Linked DNA regions of Mus musculus: region 1 is linked to region 2. Evidence: chromatin contacts called from public Hi-C data. All regions are on one chromosome and are shown on one strand. Each heading gives the region's core, a stretch centred on a gene start, on an enhancer-like site or on the middle of the called end of the contact. The rest is flanking DNA. Distances are from core to core; before and after follow the strand shown. Region 1 holds the start of Cyrib (CYFIP related Rac1 interactor B). Region 2 overlaps Cyrib (CYFIP related Rac1 interactor B).

What was found. Hi-C and Micro-C count contacts between places; a contact is called where the count stands out from the background.
Region 1: a contact with region 2 is called in a Hi-C map of Th1 cells, with 2.0 times the contacts expected there. The contact joins the promoter of Cyrib here to the enhancer-like site in region 2. A contact is called at or near these places in 5 of 39 promoter capture datasets (the C10 cell line, embryonic stem cells, macrophages and 2 more), 1 of 15 datasets of contacts at CTCF or cohesin (CD8 T cells), 37 of 484 Hi-C or Micro-C datasets (the AML12 cell line, B cells, the C10 cell line and 21 more), 13 of 115 datasets of contacts at active chromatin or transcription factors (the 230-238 cell line, CD8 T cells, the HPC-7 cell line and 7 more) and 3 of 9 other capture datasets (adipose tissue, liver and pancreatic islet).

The regions. Positions count from the first base shown.
Region 1 is chr15:64,058,962-64,065,969 of GRCm38.p6, forward strand. Cyrib (CYFIP related Rac1 interactor B) reads right to left here and starts at 1,487. Exons shown (of 13, transcript NM_001360036.1): 1 at 1,234-1,487.
Region 2 is chr15:64,019,505-64,026,794 of GRCm38.p6, forward strand. Cyrib (CYFIP related Rac1 interactor B) reads right to left here. Exons shown (of 13, transcript NM_001360036.1): 2 at 3,066-3,116. Gm25628 (a small nuclear RNA gene) reads left to right here and starts at 6,444; the gene lies at 6,444-6,548. Within about 2 kb of position 2,952, at least 98 of the 459 cell types and tissues checked have an H3K27ac peak or open chromatin away from gene starts, as enhancers often do. A contact at or near this core is called in B cells, CD8 T cells, the SCID.adh cell line and 8 more, where this site is marked.

The sequences.
Region 1 (7,008 bases), core at 237-2,736, 38 kb after region 2:
CCAGCTGGCAACCCTGCCAGCCACCTCCACTGTCATCGCAAAAAAAAAAAAAAAAAAAAAAAAGCTTCCTTTTTCTCCACACTGAATACAACCCTCCAAGAATAGGGAGAGTCTCAATCAAAATCAGAGTGGAAGCTTCCTCAGAGGGAGTCCCTATTTCCTCCAGGGATCCGCGGATTTCTGGAGGCTGAAGTAACAAAACATGGCTCTGGTGATGATGGGGTGGAAGTTAAGGGCAAAGAAGGCAAAAATGAGGAAGCCTACGGGCTCACTTCTCAAAATTTACCAGCCACCAATTCATTTCACAACTATCTATAGGAAGCCTCCCTGTGCTCCCGCCCGGCACGTGTCTTAAGGGATGAAGGCATTAAAGGGGAGGTGACATTCCCACCCTGAACCTCAAGGCCAGGAAACCTAGTCCCATTTACTGCAGGCCAGAACTGAGAGCGGCCCATTTTACAGACACAAGGAGCCGAAAGACCCAGAGAATGCAGACAACTTGGCCAAGGTCACAAAGCTTGTGAGTGGTAGGACCAAGAATTAGACAGAGGTGCACAGCCACGTGACTCTCCCTGCTGCGCCACCTTCACACTCAAGCCCTCCCCCACCCCTCCATTTCTAGCGGCAGGGTGGGGATCTGAGACAACCCCCTAGGGCTCTGCTTGCAAAGGAAGTCCGGGTTCCTCTTTCCTCCCACCCCAGACACAAGACCCACATTCAGAGGACACACGGATTCCTTCCAGACCTACTGTGTGTGCACGACCCCCAGAAAGCCCTGTGGGCTCCAAATGCCTCCACCTCTGAACACTAAACTTCCATTTTTCAAAAAAAAAAAAAAAAAAAAAACTGATAATGATGATGATGATGCCGATGATGATGAAAACATAACGGGCAAAGAGGAAGTGCTGTTTAAACGCCGGCGGGGGTCGGAGCAGAAGGAAGTCAGGCTGGTGCGAGTCTATTCGCCCTTTTGGTTCCTCAATTCAGCCTCCTGGCCTGGAACCCCCACCCCCACCCCCAAAATGAAGTTAGCGGAGGGCAGCGCGGAGCCCGGGTCAGGCCCTGCAGCGCTCACCTGGCCTGCAAGAGGGGTGTGCCCGGGGACAACCACTCGGACCCCGCGCCCCAGCCTCCCAGTGCACAGCGCCCCAGGCGCTCGCTCGCTCCCTCCCTGCAGCCCGGTGAACCAGGGCGGCGACGCCGCAGCAGGCTCCCGGCCGGCCCTGCACGTACCTGGCGGCCCGACGGGCGGGCGGGCGAGCTGGCGGCGGGAGCCTGCGGTGCACACACGCCGCTTCCGGGTCGGCGGCTCGCGCGTCCCCGCCGCAGGTTCGCGAGCGGCCCCGCCGCGGCAGCAAGCGACAGCAGCAGCAGCAAACGGCAGCAGCAGCGGCCCGGCCCCGGCGCGGCCAGAAATCGCTATAAAAGGAAGAGGCGGCGAGGAGGAAGAGGAAGCGCTGTTTACCTTCGCAGCCCAGCCCGGCGCCGCACAAAAGGAGGACGCGACGCGCCGCCCCCCGCGCCCGGGCCCCGCCGCAGCACGGGCCCCGCGTCACCGCGCCCGGGACCGCCCCGCACCGCCCCCGCCCCAGCCCGCACAGTGACCTTGGGCGAGTCCCGGGCGCCTAGGCCCGACCCCCAGGGCGCCGGGTCCCCGCGGCCCCTCCCTCACCTGGGACGAGGGGTCGAGATGCGCTCGGCTCGGGCGCCACCTGCCTGGCTGCCCCTGGACCGCGGGAGCCGGGCAGAAAAACACCCATGGGGTCCAGTGGTGCAAGCCCGGGCACCAATAAAGCAGAGGCGATGCGAGGAGGGGGTCTGGGCTACCCACACGGTCACACGGTCGTCCCAGGACTTGTGATTTAGCGAAGGGGAAACTCCCCAAATACCATCTCCTTGTTGGGATTTTTGGTGTGGGGACCCCTGTCCTTCCCTTTGCCTAGGACATCATTAAGGGGCATTTTCCCCCTCTCCTTTACTCCTCTGCCCTCAAGTCCATGTCATCGTTATCTTGATTTTCAACCAGATTTTTCAGGAATATTTAATGTTCCGTGAAATATCTTTTCCCTGACCTCTAACGTGGTATCAAAAGGGTTACATCCACAACTTTTGCCCCTCCTTCTCATTCTTATCACCCCTCCACCTGTGCTAGGGGCTTGGGGGTACAATATTGGGGACTGATTTACCTTGGACTATTTCATCTTTAACAAAGGGGTGTGTCCAGATTTTCCTTAACCTGGGCCAATTCGGGGAACTTGGGGTTGCTGAGGCCTCCAGGACGGTTCTCAGGGAATTTTTTTGATTGCAAAAAAACTTTGTAGTGCTGGGTAGAGCCACTCTGATGATGAAAGCTTGCTTGCACTGGGACAAGCGAGAAAGGGTGTGTGGCCCACTTGGCATAGCAAACCCAAAGGGAAAGCAGAAGTGCTTTCTAGAAGTCTCTGGAGGTTTTTAGGCCAAGGGAAGAATTGCCTGGGAGGCTAAGGGCCTGAGTTCAAGTCCTCCCTGACCATTGCACTTCATGACCCTGGTCCAACATCAGAGCCTGCCAGGGCATCAGAACTCTTGGCTCTGGGGAGCAGATGCCATCTTAACAGTGTAAGAAGTGGTCTGAATATTGAATCAACGGTCAGCTATAAAGTTGAGGGGACAGCAGAAGAGGTTTTAAACCTGGGCACAGCAGAGAGCATGCAAAATGGGAGGGCCTCAGTCTGGAAGTTCAGAGTGAACCAGGTGCCAGAGGCTGTGCCCACCTCACTTAGCTCTCACCACAGTCCATGAAGCAGCCTGCCCAGAGTTACACATGAAGAGGCTGAAGCAGGGACAGATGGCATCAGCCTGAGGTCATGCCTATCACATACCAGAGGAGCCAGGCAAGCACCCAGGTTGTGTCACTTGAAGCCCAAGGACGTGCCCAGTCTGAGCCATGTGAAATGGAACAGACTGTAATGAGTCTATATACAGAACCTAGAAAGGCTATGACCATTGCTGCTGCTCCTATTGGAATAAGTGTTAAAAGACTCAAGGACCTAAGAAGCTGGGGGGACTTCAAACAGCTTAGGGCAATTGGAGTGCAGCCTGAGTGTGGGCAGGAGGCAGGGAAGAGCAGGGGAAGAGGAGGGCATGGTCAGGGGTCTACACTTAGCCTGTGTTCCACTGAGTTCACCACTTGCTAGCTTGAATTCCAACCAGTCATTCCCATGTGTCTCAGATAGGAAAGTCTGTTCCCAGATTCAGAGGCTGAGTCTTGCTTGTTCAATCAGACTCTGGTATGCTTGTCAGATGCAAGCAAATGGAGAGCTGGAAAGAGTGTTTTCAGAGTCTTTGTGGCAAGTCTGTGGTGGCCTGAGAGATCAACCCTGACAATAAATAGTGAACTCCAACATCCTGTAAGGAACACTACCTGCCATTCCCAACGACACAGGCACAGGCACGTCATGTACCCCCTCCCCGGCCCCCCCCACTGTCACTCGTCCATCTGTAAATGGATATGATAATGTCACCTTCCTTCCGGTATAGGAAGGACTGACTACATGAGATGATGAATTTTACATGATTTGCCAACTGTGGTGCCATCTTTTTATCTTAATATTAAAATCTGGATCTCATGGCATCTTTCGAGCAAAAACTTGTATTTCCTTTGTGTGTGTGTTTGCAGGAGCGGATGCTGCCCTGCCTAAAAATCGACAGAAGGTGAAAGTCAGGTGACTCAGGCACTTACTGTTGTCCTGCTGGGTTAGTAGTTTACAATTAAACACATGCTGCATCCCAACATGACCAAAGCAAACTCAGGGAAGGCCTCTTGCCTGTTTGTCTGGCTCCCCTCCCCTCTGGCCCTACAGATCCCAGAGATGATGCAGAAGCTGCTAAACTAGATGGAGCCCGGCCAGATGCTGTGCGGGGACACAGTAGTGCACACGGAAGATGCCTGCAGATGGCTCATCAGCACATCAGGCCGGATGGACATCCTTCTCCGTGATGTAGCGTGTCCTGCTGTATGTAGCATGAAGCTAAAGCTGGAACAGTGGTTCTCATGGACAGCACAAGGAGTTTGAGCCTTCCAAAGCCCAGGAATCAGAGGTTCGAGGCCAGCGGGGCCATGGAGCAAGGCCTTGTCTCAAAAACACAAAATCTGTGGGGTGCAGTGGCACATGCCTTTAAAGCCAGTGCCCAGGAGGCAGAGGCAGGAGGATCTCTGTGAGTTTGACAGTCTGGTCTACATAGTGAGTTCCAGGCCAGCCAGAGCCACACAGTGAGACCCTGTCTCAAGAAAAACAAAACAAAACAAAACAAAACAAAACAAAACAAAACAAAACAAAACCAACCAGATAACCAAACAACATGTGTCCTGTGGGGGCTGCTGGGGACTGCTGGACTAGGGAGCAGGAAGCGTTGGAAAGTGAGTGTGTGATGTGTAAAGGGTTTCCTTTGAGATAATAAATTCATGCTTTAATCAAATCCCAGGGATGGATAGCCATGAAGAGCGCATGGAATGTCTCGGAACAGCTTTCGAATCTGGGCTCTGTAGATGTTACATGAACTACGTTATATTAGAGTATCCCATTGTATCTGCAACCAGAAATGGATCAGAGTGGGGGACTCTCGGCAAGCAAGTGTGGTGGGAAGTCCTCGGGAGGGGTCACTGCCTTTTACAAATAGTTCTACAGCAACTAAAACTAAAACAAGACTTATTAACTCAGAACATGTATCAGTGTTACCTGACTGAGTTTGTGTTTTTAGGAAAATAAAGAATGAAATACCATTCAGATACTTAAGAGAGTTTTTTTTTTTTCATTTTTTATTAGGTATTTAACTCATTTACATTTCCAATGCTATACCAAAAGTCCCCCATATCCACCCACCCCCACTCCCCTGCCCACCCACTCCCCCTTTTTGGCCCTGGTGTTCCCCTGTACTGGGGCATATAAAGTTTGCAAGTCCAATGGGCCTCTCTTTCCAGTGATGGCCGACTAGGCCATCTTTTGATATATATGTAGCTAGAGTCAAGAGCTCCGGGGTACTGGTTAGTTCATAATGTTGTTCCACCTATAGGGTTGCAGTTTTTTTTTTTTTTTGTTTTTTTTTTAAGTCAAATCTTGTCTATCTTTTTTTTTTTTTTTTTTTTTTTTTTTTTTGAAACATGAGCTTTTGTAGCCCAGGCTGTCCTTGAATTCATCAGATAGCCAAGGCTAACATCGAGCTCCTGATGCCTCTATCCTTTTTACAGGTGTGTATTGCCACGCCCATTTTTCATTTTCTTTTTTACTTGCATTTTTATTAGGAAGGCTCTGAGGGAAAGTATTTAGTCATGTTCTACCTCTGTTTTCTTCCTGTGAAATGGGCTGACGGTGAGGCCTACAGCAAGGTATTGTGGGAGGCAGTAGGGTGATGGAGGTAAAATTTCACTTGGAAGATGCTTAATAATGGGAGTGTGGCTATCGTCACTGTAAGGTAGATGAAGTATTTCAAAGTGTGGACCCATAAGGAGAACAAACTGAAGAGCACCTTGGTGACCTGGGCTATAGCGACAGAGGTGATGGACAGATGTCTGTGTCACACATGGCATGGCAGATTTGGCTCCAGAAACCGAAGCTATGGAGAGGCCACTCAAGTGTGGTCAGTGACTCCGTTGACAGACCAACCCATAGCTGGAAGTGCTAAGAGGCAGGAACTAGTTTCACGGAGTGGGTGGCTGGAAGCGTCTTTGGGAGGATCTTATCCTTTCTCTGACGGGCACCACAATACCCCGCTTCAGGCCCATGAATTAAAAATCTATAGAAAAAAAAAATCATGGCCAAAGACTCTTTCCTCCACCATGTTGACTTGGCCCAGTATTTGCTCACAGCCATGAGAAACAGTGACACAAATCTAAACCCCAGGGGCTTCTTTCTCTTTTGTTCTTGCCTGGAGTCTGGGGTCCTGGTAGACATTGGGTTCAGAAGAGGGCCTTATTCCAAGTTGAAGATTACTGACTTCACAGTCCTCATATGGTAAAAGGGCAAAGGTCAGTGTCTGGGCCTTTGTCTAAATGGTACCAATACCTTTTATTAGGGCTCTGCCCTATGCCCAAATAACCTCCCAAAGGTCCCACCTCCTTGTGTCGCATGACATTTGAAGTTAGGACTTTAATATATGGATATAGAGGGCCACATCAAGGTTCTTTCCATTGCAAGGAGACTTTAGAAGTATCCCTGTCAAGAGGTGTGGTGTTGGAGCAGATATGACTAGTTCCTCTTCTTCTCTCTCCTCACTAAACTCTGAAGACATGAGATGGGAGAGCATTGGCTAGGGTATGTTGCTGGCACTTCAGAAAAAACTAGCTATCAAAAAGGCCAATGAAGAAACGGCCTGGTGTGGTGGCCGTGCCTTTAATCCCGGAACTTAGAGGCAGGAGCACACAGATCCTGTGAGTTTAAGGTTAGTCTGATCTATCTATTGAGACCCTGTCTCAATCAAACGAACTGTAAGTCCTGAGCATGTCCCTTAGGTGTCCCTAAAACCTCATTCCCCAAGGAAAGTGAGAAGCACAATTGGTCTCAAGGAGTTGCTGGGAACTTGTCAGGTATGGAAGATTTACCCCAGATGGAGAATTTTTGCTGTTCAGAAAAACTCACTCATTCTGCCTGAGGTGATGTGAGAGATCTTGTAAGACATTAAATGATTCCCTGTGATAAGGAACAGGTTTCCTCCACTGGCCACCCTGCCCTCCAAGTGTGTGGGTGCATGCAGATAAATTCTGGGCCTCATAGGAAGAGCATAGGACCCTGTGCCACTGAGATACAACTCAGTCCTCTGGAGTCAGAATTTCGGCCCACATCTGATGATACTAAAGTCTTAGATTTTCTTCATCTTTGTCCTTGTATTACCTAGATAATATAAGTAATCTCAATATGATTCCAGTTATACAGAAGCTGTCCATAGCTTGTATTGTGTACTATACCATTGTGTAGACTTAATAAGCATTCTTGAACTTGGGTACCCACAAGGGTCCTAGAGCCATATATATAC
Region 2 (7,290 bases), core at 1,702-4,201:
GTTCACAATGCAAAGGTCAATGGGTCGTGGGGAGCCCAGCTCCAATGGACACACCTACAGCACTGGCTCAGGCGACACCGCAGAAGAGGGCATGAGGAGGTGTAACCCTTGAAAGTCAGAGTACCGTTAAGTCTACTATGTGACTCTTAGAAAGGGTTGCTGAGTTAGACCCGAACAACAATATCACCAGACATGTTAACATGGAAGGGGGAAATCTCACAGCGACCCAACCCCTAGACAGAGAACACTGACAGAGACAGGGCACTGATGCCTGCTGGGAGGGAGAATTAGCCCCTCCCAGGTTTGAGCCCCTGACTGGTTATCTAATACAAGCAAGCGGTCAGCCCTGAAACCATATACACAGGAAAAATAAAAATGGACTCAGCGGGTTGTATCTATATATTTGTCTATATGTTTGTAACAATAATAAACAAAACGAGCCCATCAAGTTGAGACTAGGGAGGATGTTGGAAGGGCTGAAGGGAGGAAATGACGTCATTATATTTTAATTAGGGATGTAAAATAAACAAATAAAAATACAGATGGCCATAATGATGCCCCCTCACAATTTGTTCTGCCGATTAAGTGGGTTGAGCCAAGAACTCAGAACAGTGTCTGGCACACACTTAATGAGGGTTAATATTGTATGATAGTTCACTTGTTCTCCACGGCTAGTCATTCCTTAAGCCCTTCTCTTAGGTTTTAAATAAAATGACTCTCATTTCATTTCATTTTTGGCTGGTTTATAGATCTTCTTCCCCCTTGCTTTACTTTTTGACATCACTAGTCCTCAATCATTTTAAACATACTATTTTTTGGTTTTACTGAACGGTTAAATTTACCAGCATCTTGGAATGGCTTGTCCTGAGTAGTCAGTCTATAGTGTCTATCTGTGACTTCTGCACAAGTAGTCTTTTTCCTTCTTATGCGAATCCTGTCGGGAATGCACTGATGAAATATCCTCTAGGACTGCGTTTGTGTTTGTGGTACTGGTTAAACTAAGTCTCATGTTAACTGTTCAGGTTGAAAGACAGCATGTTATAAGTAATCAAGATAGAGATTCGATGTGTGTGTGTGTGTGTGTGTGTGTGTGTGTGTGTGTGTGTGTGTGTTACAGTACCAAGTTTTTATTTCTTGTGGGTAACACTCGTTCAACTCATAGTTAAACTTCCAGACAGTGAAGTTTTCTAGCCCCACTGTCATAAAGAAATAAACATTTCCTTTAAGGCTCTTGGATACTCAATGCTACCTTATCTCAGGCCTCACTTCTAGACTCTGTACAATTAACACACCACTCACTGGACCCTTTGCCTGCAAAAGTCCCGTATGTGTCAGAGCTTTTGTTCACACATAACCACTGGCTCATATGTCTCTCTAAATTTCTGGTTGATTCTAGAATGTTTTGTTATAGACTCCCCAAGACCCAATGTTCTTATTTCCATCAACTCCACACATTTGTACTGGGAAGTATTTGTGCAAATCAGCTCGGTGTATCATCTCAGCAAAAACTTCCAGGTCACTGAACCCAATGCAGTCACTCATTCACGCTTCAGTCCTAGCGGTATTAAAATTCCAGCTTACAGGCTGTCCACCGAGCTTAGTAAATAATGGCACTTTCCACACGAGCCCTGTGACCCGAGCTCAGTCCCTAGAACCCACATAAAGGACAACGGAGAGAACAGGCTCCAAACTTTGTCCCCGTGACACTGTCCCCTCCCCACTCAATAATAAATGTAAGATTTCTATAAAATGCATCTCACTCCAGGTTTAGCCTCTAACATCAGAATGTAATATAAAAACTGAAAACTCCAAAATGGTTTGAAAATCCCATATGGCCTCACACTGAAGACTGGCCGACTGTCTTTTATGACATACAACATCGTCTTTCTTTTAGCACTGGACTGACTGTCTTAAGCTAAGCACCATATGGAAGAGATGGTTTGGATGTAGGGGGCATGCTGTGTGATAATTACAGTCTATAAATACAGGAGACACTTGATGGCATGAGATGCTCAAATTTTAAAAGGCACTGAGAACAAAGACTAACAGAAGGAATAGCAGATCCAGGCCTCCTATCATACTCACTCCGAGACAGAGGCCTGCCGGGTGAAATGATATGACCACCTATGCTATTTAAGGTGGTTTTGCCTTCAGTTTGCTTTGTTGAACAACTATGCCTGCATCTGTATAAGCTGAAAACACAGACATGATAAAGTGCTGACTCATCAGGCAGTTCTAGGGAGCATCCTAGCATGGTGGGAATACTGAGCCTCCTGATTCGGGGCAGTTAACTTGGGTAGGATAGTAAACATTTATCCAGCTGTAAAGAATAAGATTTGTGTTTAACTGCACACATAACTCCATTAAAAAAACAAAACAAAACATTAAAACCATTAGAGCACGCCAGAGCAGAGGTTGCCATGGGCCACTGTGCTGAGGGCCCCTTACCATGCTGACGCATCACCACAAAGCTGGCCAGCCACGTGGAATGTGGTGAGGCAACCAAGAGGCACAGGAAAAGAAGACAGAAAATGCCCGTGCCCTGCCAGCCAGGGGGCACCTGAGCTCAAGGAGAATGGTTTTCCCCCACGACAGGCGCCCTCAGAGGGCAAAAATTACGCTGGTTAACCGGCTTGCAAGCCAGGTGTGAATATTGACTCTGCCTTTCATCACAGAACGACTGGGGGCAAGGTCCTTCCTTCCCGTGAATTTGAGCTTGGTAGGGCTACTGTGACTTGGGTAATGTCTACACACTATGAGTCTATGGCTCAGAACTCTTTGCTGCTACTGTTACCTGGGGCAGGAAGGTAGAAGTATCACCTCACTTCCAAATTAGTTATTTAAAGTCCTAGTCTGACTCAACAGCCTACAGATGCTCAGCGTTCATGGGCCAAGGAGATGATGCGTTATGTGCTGTCACTTCCATGGGGTGGGGACGCTTCTACTGAAGTGAAAGTCACATCTGGCTCGCTGCCCCACCCACTCCGTTGTTTCTTCAGAGTGAGAGTGAGCAGTGCAGGGTTAGAGCCAGGTGGCTAGGGTCCCATGCCAGCTCTGTTACTTACCAATGCAGTAGCCTTGAAAGGATCTCAGATCCCGGGCCTCGGCGTCTTCTCCTGTAAGAAGAGTGACAGCAAGGATTAAGCGAGCTACAGCAGCACGCCGAAAGCCACCAGGAAGTCCTGGCCGTCACCATTACGTCTTCCCTTCCGATACTAGTAACATGGTCTGAGAGGACGACTTGTAAGTGCCAGTTACACAGACCAGGCCAAAGCGTCCCATCTTTACACGTGGTACCATGGGACTGTCACCTACAAAGACCATGCTCAAGAACTATGGAAGTGCCAGGCATAGTTCTTTGATCACACACCTTTGATCCCACTACTTGGGAGACTGAGTTCAGAGCCAACCTGGTCTCCATAGTGAGTTTCAGGATAGCCACAATTTTGGGGTTTTGTTTTTGGTTGGTTGGCTTTGTGCCCTGTCTCAAAAAAAAAAAAAAAAAAAAAAAAACTAAACAAGGAGAAAACAAACAAACAAACAAACGTATGCAATCAAGTTACAAAAACAAACATCACACAGATTTCTCACGTTTGGACTGGAGAGATCATTCAATGGTAAGGATGCTTACTGGTCCTGCAGAGGACGAGGATTCAATTCCCATCCCTCGCACTAAACAGTTTACAACCGTCACTCCAGCTCTAAGGAATCTGACACCCTCCTTTGGTCTCAACAGGTACCTGCACAGGTGTGATACACAGAAACTCATGCAGGCACATTCCTTTAATCTCAGTGCCCAAAAGGCAGAGGCAAGTGGATCTCTGTGAGTTCAAGGACAGCCAGGTGTACACAGTGAGTTCCAGACCATCAAGAACTAGAGTGAGACCCTGCCTCAGAAAAAAAAAAGTAAATGAAGTAAGAGTTTTTAAAATGTCACATTTTAAGTTAAGTTTACAATGTTGTGTTGGGCTACATTCAAAACGACCCTTGCAGCATGCAGCCCATGGGTCACAGGTTAGACGCACAGCAGCAATGTTTCTCAAATCCGTCTCTCACTTAGTGCTGAAAATAACACTAGCCATCACAAGGATGGGGGGTGGGAGGAGATGGGGGGGAGAGGGGGGAGAGGAGAGATGGAGATGCGGGAGAAGGAGCTCTGAGAATAATTTGCTGACAGTTGCACAGATGAAGGCAAAGCCCCAAACATCTGTAACTAAGGACCATCAGGATGGACACCCTAGTCTCAGTCGTAGAGGGTGGGGTGGGGTCATGCTGTGCTCTGAGATTCTGAGTCCTGGATGGCTACAGAAACCCTGGTCCCAGAAAAATATGTTCAGCTCAACTTGACTCTGAACTGATCTCAGCCATTCTGTCCCTGAATCATTTCCTGTTTGGGGTTTCTGTTCTGCACAGAGAAGAAAGCAAGCATGCACAGTGCCCTCAGAGGTCTCACTCTTGGAAACCAATCTCTCAGAGCGGAAGCTTAGGCATCAAAGAGTTTTCAGAAAACCAGGGTTCAACAGCAGCCCCCTTGACACGTGACCTGCACTCCGCTTGAAATGGAGGCAGAGGGGCGTCTACACACACTCACTGCCAGATGGAGTGGAGCGGAGTGAGCGCCCTTGGCCAGGATCAAATCTTCAGCTGCCGGGGAGTTCTCACTTAGCTTTTCATTGAGTTCTGAAAATACCGGAAGCCACTTAACCGGCTTCATTTTATTCACAAAAGGTGTGGGGCGGGGCCTCCTTGTCTCAGGAGGCCATTGTCTGCTGCTGTCACCCCGTGTGCTTTGCCAGCTCTGCTTCTGTTCACAGGGACAAGTGCCTTCCCCTTCTTCTTGTTGTATGCTTTAACATTCCCTTTTAAACTCATCACAAACGCTTAAAGAAAGGGAAGACCCAACTGAAAGGCTGTCTAAGCCATGCTCACAGCCATATCTTCAAATGTGTATGCACACATGTACATATACCTTATCACACACATATACACACCATATATAAGTATAACCCACACCACACAGTCTACAAACATATACCTATATGCCACACTACACACACACAGTGCACACATATAAGTGCAACATACACATAACACATTACGTGCCATACACATGTACAAATTCATGTACACATAACATACCATATACATGAACAAATGAAACACACACCACACACCTATAAACCACATACATACATATATATAGCACATATCACACATACAATGAATACACATATTCCACTTAAACATATACAACATGCCTACCACACACAATGTGAAAGCACACATGCACACACACATGCATATCATGTATACTCATACCATATACATGTATCATACTACATACATGCATCACACATATATCATATACCCCACAGGTATATCACATAGCAGATACACACTATGAGTACACCACACATGCACACATATACTCACCATGTCATAGGTATATATATATATATATATATATATATATATATATATATATATATATATGTGTGTGTGTGTGTGTGTGTGTGTGTGTGTGTGTAATATACATATATATCATAAGCAAGTTATATAGACACACAACTGCCACTTCTCCCATCCCTCTTATTCTGATTCTTTGACAAGGATTTTTAGAACAGAACATGGGGACAAGTTCTTTACTTGGGAACTTTTAAAGGTCTTGCATAAAATCCTAGAAATGAGAAGAGGCAATGGGGACTCTCACAGAAGTCTTGGCTTGCTTTGTTTTTTAAAACCACTAAGGAAGCTGAGCACTGTGTAACCTTGATGCAAACCCCGGACACAGTGCCTATGGCAGCAGGAAGGTGGTATCTGAAGACAGGTGACTATCTCTCACCCCCAAGGTTCTTGCAAAGAGAAACTGGGCCATACTGCAGACTCATCACAGTTTCCAGGGCCACCTAACTTGGGCCGAGTCTCCTGCCCTCTTTGAGATCCAGCAGCCTTTGCTACAGTGATGATATAAAAGGTAGCTTCAGAGGCCACACACTGAGCCTTCCAGCCTCCCAGGGCTCTGCATCAAGAGCTAGTGCAGTTAAAATGGCCAGAGGGTACAAGGACAGGCGTGGGCAGGCAAGGGTATTCCATTAGCTCAGCCAGATAAACAAGTAGTGAGGGCCGGAGCAGGGCTTCTCCAAGGGGATTCTGTCAACAATGACAGCTACAAGACAAGTCCCAGCTGTCCAGAGGCAGGAGAGTATCCAAGCAGAGCCAACAGCCCATGTAAGTCTGACTTGCCGCTAGGCCAAGCGCAGGAGGGATGAGACTAGATGTTAGGGGGCCAGTTGCCAGTGACGCCCACCTAGCCCACACCTGGAACGGTCAGCCCTGGATCTCACTGGCTATCCAGCTTGACTTCTTTGTCTACAGGTCTATGACAGTGAAAGACCCCATCTCAAAAAAACAAGGAGGTGGTGGGGTCAATATGACTGAACAGGTGCTCGCTTCAGCAGCAATATACTAAAATGGGAACCATACAGAGAAGATTAGCATGGCCCCTGCGCAAGGATGACTCGCATAGTCATGAAGCGTTCCATATTTTTAAAGGGGGAAAAAAAAAAGATGGCTGAACAGAATGCTTGCTGCCAAACAATGATTTGAGTTTGGTCTCCAGGACTCACATGGTAGGAGAGAGAGAACTGACTCCCACAGGTTGTCCTCTGACCTTCACACTCGTGTCACACAGCATGTGCATGTTCCCAATAAATATTTTTAAAAATCAAAGTGTGGGCACAAGGGGTAAAGGCATTTGCCACACAAGCCTGAAGAATGCACATAAGGTGGGAGACCTGACTCAACAGAGTTGTCCTATGATTTCCATACTTGCACCGAGGTGCACGCTGGTTCTGTCTGTCTGTCTGTCTGTCTGTCTCTCTCTGTCTCTGTCTGTCTCCCTATCTCTGTTTCTCTCATAAGAAAGAGAGCCAATGAGAAGGTTCAGTGAGTTAAAATGCTTGCCACCAAACCTGACAACCTGAGTTCCATCCGGAACCGACACCTACAAATTACTCTCTGACCCCTACACTCGCGCAACTCCACCACACACAGACAACGGCCTCTTAGCAGGCAAGTCACCTACAGAATGTCTCTGATCAACACAGCAGAGGAAAGTCAGACTATAAATTAACCCGGGAAATTCTGGAGCTGAGACATTTCAGGAAACGTTTTGCCAGCCTGCTTCATTCCATAATTATCCTGACACTCCCCACACCCCACTCAATGGGAAACAGACAAAGGAAGGAAAAAAAGCCAAAACAGGTGTCGGGTGTATTCCACATGGCACCA